2 separate regions of the Capsicum annuum genome follow, and region 2 is linked to region 1. Evidence: chromatin contacts called from public Hi-C data. All regions are on one chromosome and are shown on one strand. Each heading gives the region's core, a stretch centred on a gene start, on an enhancer-like site or on the middle of the called end of the contact. The rest is flanking DNA. Distances are from core to core; before and after follow the strand shown.

What was found. Hi-C and Micro-C count contacts between places; a contact is called where the count stands out from the background.
Region 2: a contact with region 1 is called in a Hi-C map of leaf, with 2.4 times the contacts expected there. The contact joins the promoter of LOC107873293 here to the enhancer-like site in region 1. A contact is called at or near these places in 2 of 5 Hi-C or Micro-C datasets (leaf and placenta).

The regions. Positions count from the first base shown.
Region 1 is chr6:126,544,262-126,548,446 of UCD10Xv1.1, forward strand. It overlaps LOC107873294 (U-box domain-containing protein 52), which reads right to left. Exons shown (of 8, transcript XM_016720081.2): 7 at 3,551-3,979; 8 at 1,862-3,007. The coding sequence ends at 2,282. Among protein-coding and RNA genes, the nearest start is that of LOC107873294, 6.9 kb to the right of the region's middle. Within about 2 kb of position 2,005, at least 3 of the 5 cell types and tissues checked have an H3K27ac peak or open chromatin away from gene starts, as enhancers often do. A contact at or near this core is called in leaf, where this site is marked.
Region 2 is chr6:126,654,165-126,658,349 of UCD10Xv1.1, forward strand. LOC107873293 (putative clathrin assembly protein At2g25430) reads left to right here and starts at 2,340. Exons shown (of 2, transcript XM_016720080.2): 1 at 2,340-2,927; 2 at 3,153-4,185. The coding sequence starts at 3,188.

The DNA of each region.
Region 1 (4,185 bases), core at 755-3,254:
GAAACTCCTAAAATATATGGTAGGAGAATTAATTAATATTTTCCTTTCTAGACTTCCTAAAATATATGAGACTGCTAAAATATATGGTAGGAGAATTAATTAATATTTTTCTTTCTACTGTTCAATTAGAAAAATACTCCTAAAATAGGACTCTAGTAAGAAAATACTTCTATAAATATTGAGATGTACGTTAAACTAGAGAACAAACCAGCTTGCCTGTTGGGAGAATATGATTAATGATCATCTAACTTGATTCGATTGCAAGTCTAGATTGGTGGATGTTTGATTTTCTAACCCTCAACTTCTTCACTGTTTTTTTCAGCATAATAGAATTCAACATGTGTGTGTATATATAAATAAATATATATATATATATATATATATATATATATCTTCTTTGTTTTCATTCAAAATTATTTTTTAGGGTCAAAATCTTCATTCAGACAAAAATTAGTTGGATCAAAATCGAAGCTTTGTGATCACTATTATATATTTTCTTATAGTTTACATATCGTAGATGAATATCGATTGACTTTGAAGAATTTCTTGTGTAAAGGTTAGGTTTAATTGTATTATTTTGAACAGATGATAGATGAATGTGAGTTGGCTTTGAAATTGTTTTTAGGTAAAAGTTAGGTTTAATTGTATTATCATAATATCTCTATTAGTTTGTTATTTTGTGGTAGTTTACAGTTCGTAACTAGATCTCGATCGGCTTTGAGAAATTTTTGTGTATGTGTAAAATTTAAGTTTAATTGTATTGTTTTGATATCACTTTTTACAAGTGATAGATAAATGTTGGTCGGCTTTGAGGAATTTTTTTATGTAAAGGTTAGGTTTAGTTGTATTATTTTGATATCTCTATTATCGTATTATTTTGTTATTGTTTACAGGTGGTAAATGAGTGTCAGGCGGCTTTGAGAAAAAATTTGTGTGTAAAAATTACATTTAGTTGTATTATTTTAATATCTCTATCATTTTATTATTTTGTCGCAATTTACGGATGATAGAGAAATGTCGATCGACTTTTAAAAATATTTTTAGTAAAGATTAGGCTTAATAAATAAATTCTCCATCTTTACCTACTCAAAATATATTAAATTTAATTATTATATTCATCTTTATTATTTAAATAAATATCCTATTTAATGTAATATTTGAACTCATTAAAGTGAGGTACACGCGCAAGGTGCGTACACCTAAACTAGTTGACTTAAAAACACTTAAAGTAAGTTTTAAAAAAAAAAAAATTGGGGATAGGAGAAGGGAAATGAGAAAGGGAATTACAATCTGAGGAATCGAACCCATTGGAGGTAGTTCAGGTAACTAACAAGTCAATCCAAATATGCTCTCACTTATGATTTTTATATTTTAAACATATCCGAGTGTCCTCATTTTCATTGTGGATTCCTATTTGGTAAAAAAAAAAAGACCAGTTTAAAATAATAATCCATGAAATGTAAAGTTAGTTGAATAAAAATAGTGGAAGAAGACCTAGAAAGTTGAGCACAACCCTTTGAATCACCAGCAATATTCACTCTCAAACAATTGATGATGTTAAAAGATGGATAATCCCCAACAAATCAACCCCAATGGAACCACACTTCAATAGTCTTGATTGATTGAAAGAAAGAAAAATTTTATGCCCATTTATTTATTTGATAAATGTGCAAATTTATTTTTGTTAAATATTATTTGCGCATTGCACGAGTACTAATACTAGTTAGTACAAAAGAGGCAAATTGTTTCTAATAATATGAAAGTAGAACTCATATTTCAAATGGTCAAATTCAAACTTCGAAATTATCCAACGTACAAACCGACTTCATAGGGAATAAAATTGGACTATCTGACGCATTAGTGCTATAACCTTTTCTCATATAAAGTATTATCCAAGAGAGATCATTCAAATGGAACAGAATACATGAACAAAACTATGGTGAGGAAAAAGGATGGGCAATGTTCCACAAGATTGGTAACAACATTTATCTATTCCCGACACTCCAAGAACAGGCAACACTTTTTAGCACCTACATTTTAGCCCCACTGGCCACTGGCCACCGTGAATTCATTAGATGTCATAGCATTTCAAGGGTCTATATGTTTCAACAAGTTTATCAACCATTCTGTATATAATAAATTGTTTTCGTTTTACTGCAGCAAGATTTACTAGAAAAGGAGAAGAAAAGTATAATTGCACTTGATCCACTGTTGTCTACGATGAGGCACCAGTCCACCTAACTGATTGACGATGTTCGATCTTCAAAATCTTTCAACAAAATCAAACAGAGTTAGGACTGCTACCTGTCCTTGACATGCAGCTCATTCCAAGTTCTTTAAGCCTATTAAGCTCGGGCAGTATCACCGAACCAAGATCAGGTCGATCTTTCTTCCGCAGCTCAGCACACTTGAGCGATAATTTTGCATAATTAAGAGCCTCTTCCATCGGCCAGTTTGGCACTGTTGGATCTAGTATATCTGCAAATGTTCCGTTCTCGATGGCCCTCTCCACGTGATGAGTTAAACCCATGGGGGGCCTTGCAGTAATAATTTGGAGCAACATTACACCAAGTGAATATATATCCGATTTAGTCCCTAACTTTCCTGTCTGTTGATATTCGGGATCAATGTAACAAAAAGTTCCTGCAGCTGAAGTCATGTGATATTGTGTAACACAATCAGCTACAGATGGTGGAACTAACCTAGCCAAGCCTACATCACTAATTTTGCAGGCATAATTGCTGTCTAAAAGAATGTTTCCTGGCTTAAGGTCACGATGGACAAGAGGTTCTGGCTTTGCTTGGTGAAGGAATAGCAGCCCTGTAGCGATTTCAGCAGCAATTTTGAAACGTATCTCCCATGGGATGGGAGGGGTGTTACCTTTCCGGAACAGGCGATCTTCAAGGCTACCATTATTCATGAACTCATAAACTAAACATCCATACTCGGGACATGCACCTAAGAGTAGAACCATATTTGGGTGCCTCATGAGGCCAAGGACCTGAACCTGTAAATGACAAAGCCTATTCTATAAGAAGGGAATCCTAAGAGCTTCTATCCACAAGTATAGCAAGTATTTGTAGAAATGGGACATTAATCTAATATGGCCGAGTTGCACATTAATCAGTAGTCTTATCTTTTCAAAAAGAAAAAGGCCTTTGGTTCATACCTCTAACTAACACTACAAATAGATTTCCACAAGTACTTTCTAAAAATTATAATAGAAGCATATACACACAACAAAATATTTTAGATTAAGCAACAACAACAGACCCAGTGAATTCCCACAGAGTGGGGTCTGGGGAGGCTAAAATATACAGAAAATCGATCATGTTATGCATCAGAATGCTTCAAGACACATAAATTTGTCAGTCTAAATCTGGCATTTGTCAAGCTTCCCTCCAGCGTATCCAAGATAAGTAACTTCATAAATTATAATGATTGACCTAATGCTCAGAAATCAATAATTAAGAAACCTGTTCACCCCAACAAAAAGGATGTTTTATATGTGAAATTCATAATATGCATCTTCAAATCAATGTCAACATACCTCTTGCTTGAACTGTTGCATCCCTTGTGCAGCATCAGATCTCAGAACTTTAATGGCTGCAGGTGTGTGGTCAAGTCTCCCTTTGTAAACAGGGCCATATCCACCTTCACCAATCTTCTCTGAATTTGAGAAATTTTTGGTAGTTATCTCAATCTCTTCTATCGTATATTTCCTATAGCAGATATCATTCCGAGATAGATCATTTAATGCTAAATTTTTTTCTTCTGCCTCTCGCATTGCCTTCAACTCCGCATACTTTCTTCTTTTTGCTTCTAACTCAGCCAACCTTTGTGATTTTTGAGCAGCTTCGACGGCAGCTCTGCCTTTAGCTTTTTCCATCTCAGCCATAGCTAGAGGTGTCCCTTCAGAAATACGGGACTGTTTGAACCTACTAGCTTCGTCCATTTTCCATTGATTAAGCTCTTTAGCCTGAAAATATAGAAGATATGACATCATGTAAGTCCTATAATGGAACAGAATGGGACTCAGCCTGAAATCCAAGGATAATTAAGAAGAGGGAAACAGATACTCAAATAAAGACTTCATATGAGCTTGATATTACTTTCCAATTTGTATTTCAGAGGGCCTTTGTGTGGGATCAGAGACACAGTAACAACTTGATCAGAAACTTCCAC
Region 2 (4,185 bases), core at 1,090-3,589, 110 kb after region 1:
AAACTTAGTTGATTTATATATACTATAATATGAAAATTTTGAATAAATCTATAATATTAATGTTCCTTAACTCTTAATATTTTTCGTCCAATATAAATAAAACTTAGTTATTTTTTATTACAATATAAAATAAATATGAAATAATTAACTACTATTCTTAGTATGAAATAATTAAATAATCATAATAGTTTTCTTCTAATAGAAATGAATGTTAATTGATTTTCACCACAATATGAAATAACATTAAATTAAATAATATTAAATCATAATAATTTTCCTCTAATAGAAATGAATGTTAATTATTTTTACCACAATATGAAATAATATTTAATATTTAAATAATCAACAAAATAGCTTTTTGCTATGAAATGATAGTTTTTTGTTATAAGAATTCAAATAGTTAGTTCTCAAGATGACACTTGTCTTAACTAGCAATAGTTATGTTAAATATGCATTTTCTTTTATAATTCTATGATTTTTATACAAAATTAGTTAGAATCAACCATGACCAGAATATATGATAAAAATATATTGTTTTTCCATATAAAATTATTGCATCATGATTAGTTGTATTACAATTTAGTATCACTTACCATAGCCATATATGGTAATGATTGACAGTGTAAAAGTTTGATTTAATATATATACGATTCACTTACCTTAGCCATCTACTTTTCATCCATGGGAGTAAGGAAATCTACAATCCACTTACCATAGTCATCTATCATTTGCATGATCTTCTTAAATCACTTGATTGATTGGAATATATATTTGAAAATTGAAATACAAATTGTGGAATTAGGAGTATCGTTTGATTGCAATATATATTTGAAAATTGGAATACAGATTGTGGAATTACTACTATAGCTTGATTGGAATATATCTTTGGAATACAAATTGTAGAATTACTCCTAATAATAGTGAAATTAGGAGTAATTGATGGATGATCTTCTTAAATCACTTGATTGATTGAAATATATATTTAAAAATTGGAATACAGATTGTGAAATTACTCCTATAGCTTGATTGGAATATATATTTAGAATACAAATTGTGAAATTACTCCTAATGATAGTGGAATTAGGAGTAATTGACGGAATTTTTGTGTCGATTTTTTTGTAATTTTTACATATCTATGAAATAATCTATATACTAATTAAATAGAAGTTAAACTTAATTATTTTTTACCACAATGTGAAATATATAAATAATTATAATAGTTTTTCATTAATAGGAGTCAATTCTAATTATTTTTTACCACAATATAAAATAATAGAATAAAAATAAACAAAAGTACTCATCAAACATTTTGCTTTATTAGATATATAAAGCTGAAATATATAAATAATTATAATAGTGTTCATTCATAGGAGTCATTTATAATTATTTTTATCACAATATAAAAATATGAAATAATAGAATAAAAACAAATAATATTGTTCATTCAATATATTTTACCACAATATGAAAATAAATATGAAAATTTTAAAATTTATATATAAAATAAATAATTAATCAGTAAAATAAATTTTATTGCCAAAAAAATAGATTTTTGTTGTCAAAATACCAAGTGGCTAGTTCTCAATATGCCATTTGGCATAATTTTATGCAAACTTCTTTGCTTTATTATATATAGAGATAAAAAAATTTAAAAAGCTATATATAAAATAAATAATTAATCAATAAAATAAATTTTTTTGCCAAGAAAATAGTTTTTTGTTACCAAAATACCGAGTGGTTAGTTCTCAATATGCCACTTAACATAATTTTATGTAAACTTCTTTGCTTTATTATATATATAGATATGAAAATTTAAAAATCTATATATAAAATAAATAAATAATCAGTAAAATAAATTTTGTTGCCAAAAAAATAGATTTTTGTTGTCAAAATACCAAGTGGCTAGTTCTCAATATGCCACTTGACATAATTTTATGCAAACTTCTTTGCTTTATTATATATATAGATATGAAAATTTAAAAATCTATATATAAAATAAATAATTAATCAGTAAATAATTTTTTTTTTGCTAAAATACCAAGTGACAAGTTCTTAATATGCCATTTGGCATAATTTTATGCAAACTTCTTTGTTTTGCTATATATATAGACTTAGCATAATTTTATACAAACTTCTTTGCTTTATTATATATATAGATATGAAAATTTAAAAATCTATATATAAAATAAATAATTAACCAGTAAAATAAATTTTATTTCCAAGAAAATAATTTTTTGTTGCTAAAATACCAAGTAGCTAGTTCTCAATATTTCACTTGGCATAATTTTATGCAAATTTCTTTACTTTATTATATATAGAGATAAGATTCTAATGAGGCTGGGCATGGTTATATTTTACTTCATCCATCTCAAATTTCTTAATTTGATTTTTTATCTTACTAGTTTATTTTTATTAATTAAGAAGAAATAATTTTTTTTTATATTTTATCCTTTAAATTAATTATTTTTTATAAATATTATTTAATAGAAGCACTATAATAAATTAATTATATTATTAATTATTTATTTTATTTAATGTGTTATCTCAATTTAAAACGAATAATCTGAGAGGGGGAGTATCTTTCTTTTCGGTGCCGGACAAACACCAACTCATAACATACTGACCTAAAACACGCACTCACACGCACGCTCTGTGCGACTTGTCTGAATACCTATACATTCGGATGCTTCTTCCGACATTTTCCAGATCCAAACCCCGCTGATTCTCCCCTCACTTATTTTAGATCTCAACTTCAATTCTTCATTTCACCTTTCCCTCAAATCTTGCAGCAAATATATAGAAAGAATACAATTGATAAATTCTGGCATTATTTGTATGTATTGCTTTAGCTAAGTTCAGATCTCTCTTTGTTCAATTATCTGTTGTCTTCTTTCCTTACAGATCTGTACGTCACAGCCTCCGATCTGGTATGTTTGGACTTAAATACCTGTTTGATTTTTTTTCTTTCCTAATTTGTTTGGCGATTTTTTTACTACTTGATTATCCTTTTATGGGTATAGTTCAAACTGATTGAACTAATATTCTCTTTGATTCAAGATGTGTCAAAGTATTTAATTTCTTTCTACGGTATACAATTATGGTATTAACACCTCAAATCTTGAAATTATGACATTCCAATCCGTGATCTGCAGAAAACAAAGAAGTAAAGATCTAGTTTTGGCTTCCCATGGCGCCCACCACGATCCGAAAGGCGATAGGGGCGGTGAAGGATCAAACAAGCATAGGGATCGCGAAAGTGGCGAGCAACATGGCACCGGAGTTGGAAGTTGCTATTGTTAAGGCTACTAGCCACGATGATGAACCAGCTGGAGAGAAGTACATAAGAGAGATTCTTCAATTGACTTCATATTCACGGGGTTATGTGAGTGTCTGTATGTCTGCAATATCCAAAAGGTTGGGCAAAACCCGAGATTGGATTGTTGCCCTCAAGTGTTTGATGCTAATTCACCGACTTCTCAATGATGGCGATGCTGTATTTCAGCAAGAAATAATGTATGCTACGAGGAGGGGAACAAGGCTGCTCAATTTGTCAGATTTCAGAGATGAGGCTCACTCGAACTCATGGGATCATTCGGCTTTTGTGAGGACTTATGCTTTATATTTGGATCAGAGGTTAGAATTGATGGTTTTTGAGAGGAAGCAAAATGGTAGAACTGGTGGAGAGATTGAAAGGTATGGATCTAAGGATGAACAATGGAGATCGCCCCAGAGTTCTAACCGGGGGTATATTTATGATCATGGGGAGTTCAGAGACGAGCCTGGTTATGGAATGAGGAGGTCGAGATCGTCAGGGGATGTGAGAGAGTCAATACAGGAGAAGAAAGATGTGACTCCTTTGAGAGAGATGAAGCCTGAAAGGATCTTTGGGAAAATGACTCATTTGCAGAGACTGCTAGATCGGCTTTTGTCTTGTCGGCCAACTGGTTTGGCTAAGAATGAACGGATGGTCTTGGTTGCTTTGTACCCCGTGGTGAAAGAAAGTTATAAAATTTATACAGATATATGTGATGTTTTGGCCGTTCTGTTGGATAAATTTTTTGATATGGAGTATGAGGACTGTGTCAAGGCCTTTGATGCCTATGCTAGTGCAGCAAAGCAGATAGATGAGTTGGTGGGATTCTATAACTGGTGCAAGGATATTGGCGTGGCAAGGTCATCAGAGTA